5 separate regions of the Mus musculus genome follow, and regions 1, 2, 3 and 4 are each linked to region 5. A link is a contact called in public Hi-C and promoter capture Hi-C data. All regions are on one chromosome and are shown on one strand. The core of a region is the stretch at or near the end of the contact, and the rest is flanking DNA. Distances in the headings are between cores, read along the strand shown. Region 1 holds the start of Cstf2t (cleavage stimulation factor, 3' pre-RNA subunit 2, tau). Region 2 holds the start of Fas (Fas (TNF receptor superfamily member 6)). Region 3 holds the start of Stambpl1 (STAM binding protein like 1). Region 4 holds the start of Lipo3 (lipase, member O3). Region 5 holds the start of Minpp1 (multiple inositol polyphosphate histidine phosphatase 1).

Region 1 (2,704 bases), core at 135-2,634, 1.4 Mb before region 5:
GGATGTCCTGGAAGTATCCCAAGTGCTAGGATTAAAGATGAGCCGCCATGCCTAATTTATGGTGAATGTTTTATTTAATGTTTTAAAACCTTTAAGTATCTCATAGGCCCCACGTGTTGCTTTGTTTGTTGGTTACTGTGTTTTCTTTGACCATCAGGTAAAGATAAGGCTTGTGGTGCTTGCCTCTAATCCCAGCATACACTGGGAGAAGCAGGAGGATTGCAAATTTGAAGACAGCTTAAACTACATACACAGTGAATTTTTCAGGCCAACCTGGGCTGTAGAAGGGCCCTGTATTAAAATAACAAAATTTGTTTTAGTATACCTGATAACTTAATTTATTGAATTAATTGACAACTGAATGTAAAAATATACCATCTACATTAACATAACACATATCTGGGTGTAGTGGCCCACTCCTTTAAGCCCAGCACTTGGAAGGCAGAGGTAGGTGGATCTCTTGAGTTCAACGCCAGCCTCATCTACAGACTAAGTTCTAGGGCAGCCAGGGCTACACAGACAAACTCTGTCTCAAAAAACAAAAACAAAACCAAGAACAAAACAAAATATAAACCATGATATTTTTTGAATTTTTTTCCAAGTTAAAACAGTGAAAATTATGTTTGGTCATTTAAAATAAAATGGCAGTATTTAAAGTACAAAACTGGCAAGAGAAGTGGGCGGTGGTGGTGCACACCTTTAAGCCCAGCGGAGGATTCTGGGAGCTGGAGGTCAGCCTGCGCTCCAGGATAGGACTACATAGAGACCTTGTCTCTAAATAATAAATAAAATCACAACTACTTATATGTGTACAATAAAAGTTTAGTCGATTAATCCAGACTCTGCAGTCATACTTTTTAGTTAATTCCACTTTAGCATTGATGTCAATTAAAATTTGTAAGGGGAGAGAGAAATGATCACACAACAACCTGCGCACACAGAAGATACCAGGGAAGACCCTGGACTTGGTAACAGTTTGAACAAGCCATAGCTTGGGGGCGGGGCTGCGGCTGACAGAAGCGCTATTTTATCTTTGCGATAATTATGTTTAATGTTGTTAAGCTATTTTAAGGGATAAATAACAATATTTTTACCTCATAATATTGGATATAATTTTAAATATTTCTATTATCCTACACTAAACGAAAGCTGTGAAAACACATTAAGCCTTAAATCAGCTTCCGGCTTGCGGTTTCCCGCCGGTGGAACGCAATGAAAACAGCCCCGAGTGTGTGGAAACACAGACGCTGCCGGTTACCCCATGGAAGCCCGATCGGCCATTTTTAATGAGGTCAGTCGTAGTGCATCCTGTGCCCGCAGGAAGCGGGGGCGGGACGCCGGGAAAACTCGACCAATAGGACCATGGAACGGAATCCTGTTGTCAGTAAGTAGGCGCGGACAACCGAGCTCACGGCCCGGGGCGGAAGGCGTTAGATAAATTAGTCCGGTCTCAGGAAGCAGTGTCTGCGGCCTAACGGAACTACAGATTCCTAACAGAAAGGTTTCTGTCCGGAGCTTGCTATCTGCTTCCGTTACAGAGCGGAAGTGTGGTTCGCCAGAGGACGACCCTTAGACGAATTCAATCTCCGCTGTCCTCTCGGCAGCAATCATGTCGAGTTTGGCGGTCAGAGACCCAGCCATGGATCGATCGCTGCGTTCGGTGTTCGTGGGGAACATTCCGTATGAGGCGACGGAGGAGCAGTTAAAGGACATTTTCTCAGAGGTTGGTTCAGTTGTCAGTTTCCGTCTCGTCTACGATAGAGAGACTGGGAAGCCCAAGGGTTATGGCTTCTGCGAGTACCAAGACCAGGAGACTGCGCTCAGTGCCATGCGAAACCTCAATGGGCGAGAGTTTAGTGGGAGAGCGCTTCGGGTGGACAATGCCGCCAGCGAAAAGAACAAGGAGGAGTTAAAGAGCTTAGGCCCGGCGGCCCCCATCATTGACTCCCCCTATGGGGACCCTATCGACCCAGAAGATGCTCCAGAATCGATTACTAGAGCAGTCGCCAGCTTGCCCCCAGAGCAGATGTTTGAGCTCATGAAGCAGATGAAGTTGTGTGTCCAGAACAGTCACCAGGAAGCTCGAAACATGCTACTTCAGAACCCACAGTTGGCGTATGCTTTGCTGCAGGCACAAGTGGTGATGAGAATCATGGATCCAGAGATTGCACTGAAAATTTTGCATCGTAAGATACATGTCACACCACTGATCCCAGGCAAATCTCAGCCGGTCTCTGGGCCTGGCCCTGGTGGGCCTGGGCCTAGTGGGCCTGGCGGCCCTGGCCCCGGCCCTGCCCCTGGCCTCTGCCCGGGACCTAACGTCATGTTGAACCAACAGAATCCTCCTGCCCCTCAGCCTCAGCATCTGCCAAGAAGACCTGTGAAGGACATTCCACCTCTGATGCAGACCTCTATCCAGGGAGGAATTCCAGCTCCGGGGCCAATACCAGCTGCAGTTCCTGGACCTGGACCTGGTTCCTTAACTCCAGGAGGAGCAATGCAGCCACAAGTTGGCATGCCAGTGGTTGGTCCAGTGCCCCTGGAGCGAGGACAGATGCAGATATCAGATCCTAGACCTCCGATGCCTCGTGGACCCATGCCTTCTGGTGGCATACCTCCTCGAGGACTACTGGGAGATGCTCCAAATGACCCACGTGGAGGGACTTTGCTCTCAGTGACTGGAGAAGTAGAGCCCAGGGGCTAT
Region 2 (2,700 bases), core at 54-2,553, 1.8 Mb after region 5:
CACCATCATAGATCAAAGGCTTTGGGGTAGAGGTGAGGTTTACCTTTCTCCTTTAGTAGCATGCAGAATATCTTCCAGTACCAAAGATGTTGGCATGTAGGGATGAAGGCTCTATGTAGGCACTTTCTTCTTGCTCTCAACTTCTCTATATTCAATGAGTTGTGTGGGTCTCAGTTTGTGGGGAGCAATCTATAGTCTTGGCAACAGGCTGCATTGTTTGGGGACTCCCATGCAACTCTTTTTGGCCAACGATTCAATTAGATGCAACCCCATCCAGGAAAGGAAAACTTCATTTGATGACAAGAGATGTTCACTTGTGGCTCTGTCTCCCCCCATTATTTGGCTATAGATCACCTTCATGTATGCTTATACTTTAGGAAGACTCTGCTAGGTTTCCATACCTCTCAAATGCCCTTTAATTTTAGCTGTCTCTCCCTGTATTCCCATTCATCGTCTTCCTTTCCCCTCCCCCACTTGATCTTCCCATCATAACTACCTATTTTATTCCTCTTCCTTAATAAGATCTTTCTGTCCCCTCCCCTAGTCCCTTACTCTATATCTAACCCCCGTGGTTCTAAAGATTCTGGCTTGGTCCCTGAGTTAACTGCTGTGTTATTTGTCATAGTCATTTACCTTCATTCTCCATTTGGGAAACGAAGCCAGGGACATTCCCCTCATCAGGATCCCAAAGCCTATTATCTCTACCTCTGCTGTGGTGATTGTCACTTCATGTATCATATATGAGCTCTGTGGAGGGACCTCCCTCATCAGAATCCTAGGGTGTGTACCTCCTCTGTGGTAATTACCATTCAGAGGCCCCAGAAGCCCCAGCAGACCTGTCACTGACAAAATATTGAAAGTGAAGGCAAAATGGTCTTTGTCTCCAGCAATCAGCCAAAGTCCAATTCAATACAGAGTTCAGAATTCCTTCCAGGGTGAGCAGCAGGCAGAAAAAAAAATCTCACTTGACCTGAGGGTGTGACTGTGGAAGCGCCCAGGATGGGGAATGCCCATTTATGCAATCAAGCCCTGCTTGGGCCCCCTCCTCCCCCGCCCCCCACCCCCACCCCGCTCAGGCCGCCTGTGCAGTGGTGAGTCAGTGGGTTTCCCCGGGAGACCAGCAGAACTTTCTCGCAACCCTTGGGGCTTTACGAAGATTGTGTTTGGTCCCTCAAAAGAAAAAAAGTGACATACACGTGTTCAAAGCGATTTCTGGGAAGACCTGAATAGGAGCGAAGCGGTTTGTGCGTGCCAGGGGGCGGGCCTAGGCAAAGTACATACCCACAGGCAGTCTAGAGCTGGTGGGTGGGGCCGCAGGCTGCCCACACAGGCCGCCCGCTGTTTTCCCTTGCTGCAGACATGCTGTGGATCTGGGCTGTCCTGCCTCTGGTAAGCTTTGGGACGCCTGGGATGTGGGACGCTGCATACTGGGGACCACCACATGAGATTCCAGATGTGGCTGGCATTGGGTGCCACCGGTCCAGATGTTTAGAAACGCAGGGGAGCTGCTTTCGCTCTTGGCTAAGTGCTCAGGGCTGAAGCCCAAGTCCAGCGTTTTTCTGGAAAAAGTTTGGGTCGGGGCGGGGGGCGGGGGCGACGGTCAGAGCTTGGTGCTGGCCAGCTCTTGGATCGATCGCTTTAGTATGGCTGGAGAGGGACTCTGGCTTATAGACTTGCCCAGACACTTTTCTAGTGCCACTTTAGGGCACTAGAAAAGTTCGCTCCGAGGCTCCCTGGCATTTGACACTTCTGACAGTTCGCTCAACCGGGAAGTGAGTTACTCTGGGCTGTATTTACAAGCCAAGCATTAGATCATAAAATTTCTCAAAGTAACTTTGTCTGCGAAGATTTGTTTACTCTCCTGTAACAACACGGGAAACAAAAAAAACCTTCCCTTCCGGGAATTGAGCTGTCAAATTGTGGATGGCTGAACTGGTGGATATTTTTATATTGTTTGTACTGTTTCTTCTGTTACCCTCTTTCTGCTGGCACTCTCACAGCAGATTTGTCCCAGTAACCCTAGGGCTCTGAGTCCCAGCTCCTCCTTGTCTGCTGCAGGCACAGAAGTAAGAACTCTCCAGCATTCGGTCTCTTCAGAAATGCCTGTTAATAAATGCCAGTCCGAGGGATTCGACCCTCCGAGGTTCAATCCAGTTCTGAATTTAGAAAGATTGCTTTATCAGGTCCCTAAAAATTTGCCGGGCACAAGGATCTCAAATCGGTTTTCACAGCAGTGGTAGAAGGGAGGAAGACAACCTCTCCTTACTTTTACAAGGTTAAAAGAGGTTCCGAGAGCTTAAGCATTTAACAGAGGTCACACAGCTAGCAAATGACAGTGCCGGGCTTCAGTTGAGATCTAACTCCAAGGGGCATGTACATACACACACACACACACACACACACACACACACACACACTACTGCCCCATGGTATGGTTAAGAGAAAGGTTTTTATTGTGGATATAAAAGAGAAAATGGCCAGAGGCATCTGGAAGAGCCCAGAACATAGAGAGAAAGAAGTAAACTGAACATGGCCAGCAGACTCGACCAGGGCTATCTGAGAGAGAGAGAGAGAGAGAGAGAGAGAGAGAGAGAGAGAGAGAGAGAGAGAGAGAGAGATGGAGCAGAGGCTAGAGAATAGAGAAAACCGAGCGAGAGAAGCAGGCGCCGAGGTGAGAGAACAGAGTGAGAAGAGCAGAGC
Region 3 (2,700 bases), core at 146-2,645, 1.7 Mb after region 5:
GAATTAAACAGCTCAGAAAGTGGCAGAGTCTGGGTTGCAAGTTTGGTTTCCAAAGGAAAAACCAACCAAGACAGCCAGTGTGTCTCACCCCACTGTAGTGTTTTCTTCCACTTGGAGCTGGGTTCCCACCGAAGCTGGAAACCCCCAGCTCATCAACAGTGACAGTGTTCTTAAAATGTTGGCGAGTTGGTACTGCTCCCTCGAAGAAGCAGCTTTTGAGGTCTTCTTACTTAAGAGTTTCAATCACTGTGACAAAGCAGCAAGACAAAAATCAACTTAGGGAGGAAAGGGCTTATTTCACTACCACAGTGCAGTCCATTCTTGAAGGATGTCAAGGCAGAAACTCAAGCAGGATTAGAATCTGGAAGCAGGGCCTGATGTAGAAGCCATCGCGGGGAGTTGGGGGAGAAAGAGAAACCCCCCCTGGCCCCCTAGAGTGCTGCTTACTGACTTGCTCCCCTTGGCTTGCTCGGCTTTCTTACAGCACCTAGGATCACCTGTCGAGGAGTGGCACCACCCACAATGTGCTGGTACCCTCCCACACTAATTACTAATTAAGAAGACGCCCTACAGGCTTGCCTAAGGCCCCCCATATTGTGAAGGCATTTTCTCAAATCAGGTTCTCTCTTCTCAGATGGCTCTATCTTGTGTCAAGTTTCTATAAAACTTGCTAGCACGGATGTCAAATCAGAATGGATTCTTCCAGCTCCCTTCATCCTTTCTCCCCTTCCTCCACACTCTCCACGCTAACAGCATGCCTTCCACTACTACGCAGCTGATTTAAAACTCGCAGATAAATAATTTTACTTGTCTCTGTCTTACTCATGGAAAACATATAAGATGCAGCTTTTGTATACGGGACTGTAGTGAATATGAATCGTTGCGTGCACTGTGTCTGGCTCAGGTCTATGGCCATATTAAAGACACTGCATTATAATGGTGACACTATAGTAATGGTAAGGAGCTAACCGTTTGTATTTTCCTAGTTCAAGAAGGTGGGGAGAGGGGGAGTGTTTCACGGCGGCAGCGCTTAGTCACGGTTAAATCTCAAAATGGGATTCCTACATAAGCTGTAATCCTATAGCTAAACCATTACATTGGCAAATTCAGCTTCATGACAGCTTGCGTGCTCTGCAGTTTTTGGAGTCGCCCAGCCATTTTCCCAGCTTCTAGGCCAAGTTGATAATTCACTGGGCTGTCCAGGTGGTCCAACCTAGGGCAACGAGTATGCAGGTAGACCGGGGGTTAAATCACAAGCAGCCATTTCCATCTGGCCATAGGCCCTCCGCAGGGACCCGCCACCCCAGAGGTTTTTTTGCAGCACGTGGGAAGCTGTGGCTACAGAGGGGGCGGAGGCAGAGGCGGAGGCCGCACCCAGGGGCCGGGGAAGGGGGAGGGGGCGGACCATCGCTGTGACAATTTCATTCCCTACGTTGCTGCGGCAGAGATTCAGAGGCCATTGGCCTGTGCGTTGTTTTGCAAGGGAGCTGGGGCTGTCCCGCCAGACAGAAGAGAGAGTCCAAGCCACGGAAGGCATCAGAGCTCGACCGACCAAGAGCAAAGAGAACCCAGAGGCCCGGACTAGACCAGCCTGGGAGCGACTCACAGCCTGGTGCCACCGTCACCAAGCGCCGGTGCCTTGCGGAGCAGCCGCTGCCGCCCGGGCTGCAGAGGCCACACGGATGCCCGAGCCACGCGGCCCGCGCAGGGACAGTCGTCGCAGTCGTCATCCCACACAAGCTCCGGACGCGCACGACTGCTGGTGAGTGGCCCCACACGTGTGCCCGCTGGCCCCGAGGTGAGTGGTGATGACGAGTGGCTTCCTGTCGCCCTGCGGTCCCCGCCCCCACGCGCCCCTATCCCGCTCTAGGGTTAGCTTCTTCTCGCCCAGGAAGGCGGAGGCTGTGGTTCCTGGTCTCTTGGCCCTGGGGCGGTGACCTGGACCCGGCTGCGCGTGCTTTTCTGGTTCATACTTGGAATGCATCCTTGCAGATGATGTCAGGATTCCAAGAGCCCACCTCACTGGTTTTGCGTGGGGCTCCACGTCGGCTGCGCGGGATGTCAAGGAGGGAGGGGCGAGAAACTGGTAAAAGCACCTTCATACTAGAGGGTAAGGGGAGGAAAGGACTTTCTAGATGTTGCATTGATGCCCTTTAGCCTCGTGAGACATATTCTCTTACTGGAATAACTTGATTGCTCGCTGGAAGCCTCAAGGGAAATGCGCAAAAAGATGCAATGCTATTAAAACATAATTTTCCAGAACTCGTCGAAATAACTGCTGACAGTCTAGAGTCCGAAGTGCTGTGGTTAATTGAAATGTAAAAGAAAAAGAAAAAAAAAATGAAGGAGTAATTCAAGAAACAGAATCTAATTTAGAGGATTGGGGAAAAAAAAATCTCTAGGTTGTGTGAGGGGGAGGGGCCTGTCTGTCTTCCCGAAACGAGTGTTTGGTCACTAGTAAGCCCTAGTGAGCACGCTGCTTTCCAGACATCCTGCTAGCCACGAAAATTAAACGAAGTCTTGAGTTTCAAAAGTGTCTCCAGAAATAAGGTTAATCTGAGCTTCTGTCAAGGTCAATACCGACTCCTGAGAGCAGACAAAAATTAACACTTGAATGTTTGACTTCCGGTTTCAATTTGTAAGTAGTACTTGTTTCCAGACCCGTTTCCATGGGCAGTTTTTTTGTATTTCTGACAGACG
Region 4 (2,755 bases), core at 134-2,633, 1.1 Mb after region 5:
TAACTACATGTTATTGGGCTCCCTTTTTCTTGTTCCATATACAATCTCATCCAACTTTCATAAGGACAATATAAACATGTCATTGTCATAAGAGGCAAAGTTTAAAATGTTTTACAATGGATGATTTGTGTCATTTTACACCATATATGTATCTACTAAAACTTGTGGTGACTAACTTACTTTTGGTGCTCTTTGACATAATGAGAGCAGGTGATGTACTGAGCTACCAGTTAACTGTGCATTTGGGACCATGAGGACTGTTGGCACTAGTCATTCATAAGCAACTGTCAGCCATAAATGAACTTCTTGAAATTATACAACTCACCCTAGCTTGGTTGCTTTATTTATTATTGTCTTTGTCCAAAAACATTAAACTCATTAAAGTAGCTAAAGACTTTATATCGCTCATTGTCCCGGGTATTTGGTCCTGTTTTTGCTTTTGTTTTTAATTTGAAGAAACTCATGAATAATACAGCATTGCTTTACAATTAGTCATTAGTACATATTGTGTTAATCTGAAAAAATGAACGAAGTAATGAATGACTAAAACTAAATGGATGGAACGCCACAATGAATATAAAAGGTTATTCAGTCAGGATGTACAAGAAGGCCTCTTATTCTAGATGACTAGAAAGTCTTAGTCCAGGTGGATTTGGGGATCTGCATCCTGGAGAAAGCTTCGATGGTACAGAGCAGCTTAGCCCACAGGGCTCCCATGGGCTGATGCTTGCCAGGCACAAGCCTCCCTGGGCAGGGCTCCGGGTCCAGTCCTCTCTGCACCAGAAGCCGCCTCCCCGGAGCAGCAGCCTCCAGTCACGTGACAGCTCTCACAAGGAGAGCGCGCAGAGGCGGTCCTCCCCGGAGAAGCCCCCACTGACTGGGCTTTTCTCTCAGAGCGACTGGGTGGCCCGCCTACTTCACCAAGGAGAGGCCTGTCACCCTCTGGTTGTCCTAACAACTCACCTGTGTCCCCACCCTTGTCTCACAGGCCGAGGTACAGGGGGGCGGTTGTTTCCTTCCTCAGCAGCGCGGCACACAGACTTCCGGTTAGCCCGGCGCCCACAACCAGTACCCGGGACATGGCGGCGGGCCTTCAGCTAGGCCGCTGACAGAGGCGCGGAGCCTCGCCGTCCCACTCTACCACTGTGTCCCCGCCTGGGTCAGGCAGGGCGGTGCCCTGCGCGGGACGTCTGCTCCTGAGAGCGCGGAGAACCCCGCAGGGGTGACTGAGGCCCAGGGGACGTTCTGCCCAGGCCTCCACCGAGCAGCTTACTTACTGGGCGAGCCCCAATCCCATCGTCCCCTGGAGGATAAATCAGGAAGTCACCGCCAGTTGGCCTCTTGAGGATGACTGAAGTGAGTGAGAGGAGTCAGCAGCAAAGCCGCAGCTGGATTTCTTTTGGGGTTTTATAGGCCACTTCAGGTGACAGAGGGTTTTGAAATCAGAGAGACATTTCTGTCGTTGTTATACAGCCTGAGAGACTACAAATTATGTGTCCTTCCTGACATTGGCTCCTCAGTGACCGCAAAATGTGGAAAATAATACCTCCTTTCCAAAGTTGTGAAGAATGCAGGTACTTGGTTCACCAGAAAATTTTGTCTCACTTACCATGTCCACAAATACCAACTTCTGTGTCAAAATGGGATCACTATGAACGAAGGAATATTCTGTGAAATGGAATCTGCCATGACCATTGCCCTGTCATCAACTTTGTCCTAAGAAGTTAAAAAAAAAAAAAAATGAAAAATAGGAACCATTAAAAAACCTGCAAACCTAAAAGTTCAGCCTCTATCTCCCTTCCCAGCTATTGTCTATATAGCAACTCTTTCTTACCAATTAAAGCCAGCTGGAGGCAGTGACTCTCAGTGTCATAAAGTGCTGCTTTTGGGAGAGAATTAAGACAAAGTATTAGAACCAATTGCCAATTGTACTCCCTAGTGATTAAGCATTCAACTATATGATCTTAAAGATGTCATTCTTATTAAAACTACCACGTGTGCTTAAATCTTCTAAACTGCATATTTTTCAAAGCACATACTCTGATAATAAACATGAAATGTTTTCAGTCTCCTTACTACTGGCTATAGAGATATTGATTACAGTGCTATTAAATCTACAATGTTTTAAAAATCACACATTTTCAAGTCAAATTAATAACTCCAACATGAAAGAGATAGAGCCAAGTGATATTATTCCCTGTTCTAGAGTGAGACTTGTTTTGATCTTTGTTTGTTTCTGAGTTTTACTGAATTACTTAATATCAGGACTTCAATTTAGTAAAGAAAAAATAAATCTTTTAGTAGAAAATAGTTTGTGAAATAGAGGTTAAATTTCAATGGAAAGTCATGGCTTAAGGACTAGATACAATAATTATGAATATAATAATGATATATTGAAATGAAAAAGCTTTATGATACCAAGATACCATACTCACTATCAGCAATGTAAATTACTTAGGCCTTCTGGACTATCAACGGCATTGTAATTCTTATTCTCTTCTATTCCCTGTAAAATTTGTATGACTGTATTCAGTGGTTGCATTTGCAATAAACTTTAACATTTGTCCACTAAAAAAGTCAAACATTACAAAGCTCAAAGTTCGACCAAAGAACTCCTCCAGCTGATAAACAACTTGACCAAAGTGGCTGAATATAAAATTAACTTAAATCAGTAGCTTTCCTCTACTCAAAGGATAGACAGTTTGAGAAAGAAATTAGGGAAATGCCACCCTTCACAATAGTCACGAATAATATA
Region 5 (2,700 bases), core at 19-2,518:
TCACGAATTTTTAGTCATTTAAACACTACAAAATGACATATCAAAAAAAAAAAAAAAAGCACAGTTCTGTTAGAATTCCCCCACTCCTGAGCCTTAAAATTTCAGCATTCAAGTTGGAATTTACTCTGGATTTTTATAACATTTTCTTCTTGGTCAGTGCTTAACAGTACAATTTTCTGTACCATTAAGTACAGATGGTAACTGTCCTTATGAGAAAGATCCAATGTGGCCAATGTGGTTAAAATCTCCTTGGGTTTGGATCATTTTATCATTTAATAATCTTCCTTAATTGTCATACATACTGAGGTTTGGGTAGGAAAAAAACAAACAAACAAGGTATTTAGATTCAAGATTTTTGAGTCCAAGATTCGGAGCTATGTGGCCTGACAGACACTCAACTGTTGGGGTTGACTCAGTGACTGAGTGCTTAATGGTTTTGAAAAAGACCCCAGTTTAGTTTACAGTACACATGACAGCTCACAACAGCCTGAAACTCCCGTTCTAGGGACTCCAACGCTTTATTCTAGCCTTCGTGGGCTCACAAATGTTGTACATATAGTCATGCTAGTTCACACATGCACATTTTAAAATCTCAACTGATTTGCATATCTAACTACATGGGAGAATATGGGTGTTTCCTCCATACAGTGATGAGGTCATATTTAATAATGGAGTGCATCTGTGAGGCCATGATTCAGTGTGCTCAAATTATAAGGACGGCTGTTTCTATTCTCTCAATGGCCTTTGGCATAAACAAGCTTACAATCTTGAGGTGGTGTGTCAGCTCTAGCCTACATTAAAATCATACTTAAATTGAAGCCCAGGGCTTAAATTTCTGAAGGAATAAGCCCCTTTCTAAATTCATGGCTCTGAGGTGTCCTGCTTATTTTCAAACTCTTAACAAGAGGGTCGGGGGAGGGCGTGTGCTTCAGGAGGTATCTTGTAAGCAAAGGCCACAGACGTTCTTTCTCGAGGGATCTTGAGACTGATCGTTCAGGGGCCACATGTTGAAAACACACCGTAAGGGACAAAAGCCATCTCCTATAGCTTCTCTTTTGGTAGAAGCCGGGCTACCTACTAGAAAAAGGAAAGGATTCATGTGTGCTCTTTTACCACACCGAAAAACCTAAACAGCTCAGGAATCTTTGAATCGGTTCCTGAGGCGCCAAGCTGCCGGACAGTCGCCCACGCTCCGGGTCAACTGACGCCGGCTCCACCTGCGCCCGGTGTCACACGCTCGTCGGAGGTTTCCGCCTCTCCACTTGTCCACACCGAAGCTCCGAGACGATCGGCCACACTCGCTCGGTGACAGCACCGGAGACCACGCTTGCCTTCTGAGGTTCCCGGGCCGGAAGTGCGCTCTGCTCCCGCCCCCGCCGGCGGATCCGGAAGTGGGGGTCGGCAAGCGGCGCGCCGCCCTCCGCGGGGCCCCCGGGCACGATGCTTCGCGGCGCGCGCAGCCACCTCCCGGCCTCGGTAGCGCCCGCCGCGGTCCTGGCTGCGGCGCTGCTCTCGTCGTTCGCGCGCTGCTCTCTCCCGGGGCGCGGCGACCCGGTGGCTTCGGTGCTCAGCCCCTACTTCGGCACGAAGACACGCTACGAAGATGCCAACCCCTGGCTGCTGGTCGATCCGGTGGCGCCGCGGCGGGACCCGGAGCTGCTGGCGGGGACCTGCACCCCGGTGCAGCTGGTCGCCCTCATCCGTCACGGCACCCGCTACCCTACGACCAAGCAGATCCGCAAGCTGAAGCAGCTGCAGGGGCTGCTGCAGACCCGCGAGTCCCGGGATGGCGGGAGCCAAGTGGCCGCCGCGCTGGCCGAGTGGCCGCTGTGGTACGGTGACTGGATGGACGGGCAGCTGGTGGAGAAGGGGCGGCAGGACATGCGACAGCTGGCCCTGCGTCTGGCTGCCCTCTTCCCAGACCTCTTCAGCCGGGAGAACTACGACCGCCTGCGGCTGATCACCAGCTCCAAGCACCGCTGTGTGGACAGCAGCGCCGCCTTCCTCCAGGGGTTGTGGCAGCATTACCACCCAGGACTGCCACCTCCCGACGTCTCAGGTGACAGCGCGCTCCGCCTTCCCTAGACTGCGGACTCCCTCATCCAGCCTCCCCTCGTGTCCCTTTTTGTCACCTCCCTTTCCCGCTTGCGTTCTCGGGACCCAGGATGTGGACTTGGTTGTCTCTGTTGTTTTAGTAATACGCTTGTCCATTCACTCATCAGGTGTGAATTCCTAGCATTTTCTGCGCAAGAGTGCAGTAGGGGACGCTGGAGACCCAGCTAGAAGGAGGGGAAAGAAAGTATCGCTTCTCGTTTTACATTCCACATTCCCAAATCGCGTTATCCCCCCGAGTGCCAACCTAGCTTCTTTTCCCTTCCTGGCAAGTAGTTTAACACCTGGGCGCACTTAATAATATAGAACTTTCTTCCTCCCAAACTGCTTGTGAGAATTGGGAGTTTTGTTGTTTTGTTTTTTTGACACAGGGTTTCTCAGCCCTGGTTGTCCTGGACTCGCTTTGTAGGCTATGCTGGCTTCACAGAGATCCACCTGCCTCTGCCTCCTGAGGGCTGGGATCACAGGACTTTTGGCTTTTTTGTTGTTGTTGTTGTTAACAACATCTTTTCCTGTGTTTCGACATTTACAAGGATTTTTTAGGAAGCTGCTCCTCAAAGCCTCTTTAAGCCTTACTTAGGGTTAGGG

Evidence for each region. Promoter capture Hi-C pulls out the DNA fragments that hold promoters and counts their contacts. Hi-C and Micro-C count contacts between places; a contact is called where the count stands out from the background. Capture Hi-C pulls out chosen DNA fragments and counts their contacts.
Region 1: a Hi-C map of B cells shows a contact between it and region 5, with 7 read pairs. A contact is called at or near these places in 3 of 39 promoter capture datasets (the 3T3-L1 cell line, the C10 cell line and pre-B cells), 1 of 484 Hi-C or Micro-C datasets (B cells), 2 of 130 datasets of targeted methods (astrocytes and pancreatic cancer cells) and 1 of 9 other capture datasets (adipose tissue).
Region 2: a contact with region 5 is called in a promoter capture Hi-C map of pre-B cells, with 2.8 times the contacts expected there. A contact is called at or near these places in 3 of 39 promoter capture datasets (liver and pre-B cells).
Region 3: a contact with region 5 is called in a promoter capture Hi-C map of liver, with 2.7 times the contacts expected there. A contact is called at or near these places in 5 of 39 promoter capture datasets (the 3T3-L1 cell line, the SN4741 cell line, hippocampal neurons and 2 more), 1 of 130 datasets of targeted methods (pancreatic cancer cells) and 1 of 9 other capture datasets (liver).
Region 4: a contact with region 5 is called in a promoter capture Hi-C map of pre-B cells, with 4 times the contacts expected there. A contact is called at or near these places in 1 of 39 promoter capture datasets (pre-B cells) and 1 of 130 datasets of targeted methods (large pre-B cells).

What each region holds. Positions count from the first base shown.
Region 1 is chr19:31,081,457-31,084,160 of GRCm38.p6, forward strand. Cstf2t (cleavage stimulation factor, 3' pre-RNA subunit 2, tau) reads left to right here and starts at 1,385. Exons shown (of 1, transcript NM_031249.2): 1 at 1,385-2,704. The coding sequence starts at 1,610. The region is part of intron 3 of Prkg1 (protein kinase, cGMP-dependent, type I); the gene reads right to left.
Region 2 is chr19:34,289,356-34,292,055 of GRCm38.p6, forward strand. Fas (Fas (TNF receptor superfamily member 6)) reads left to right here and starts at 1,304. Exons shown (of 9, transcript NM_007987.2): 1 at 1,304-1,389. The coding sequence starts at 1,360.
Region 3 is chr19:34,190,834-34,193,533 of GRCm38.p6, forward strand. Stambpl1 (STAM binding protein like 1) reads left to right here and starts at 1,396. Exons shown (of 11, transcript NM_029682.5): 1 at 1,396-1,798.
Region 4 is chr19:33,588,928-33,591,682 of GRCm38.p6, forward strand. Lipo3 (lipase, member O3) reads right to left here and starts at 1,384. Exons shown (of 11, transcript NM_001013770.4): 1 at 964-1,384.
Region 5 is chr19:32,484,501-32,487,200 of GRCm38.p6, forward strand. Minpp1 (multiple inositol polyphosphate histidine phosphatase 1) reads left to right here and starts at 1,269. Exons shown (of 5, transcript NM_010799.2): 1 at 1,269-2,059. The coding sequence starts at 1,441.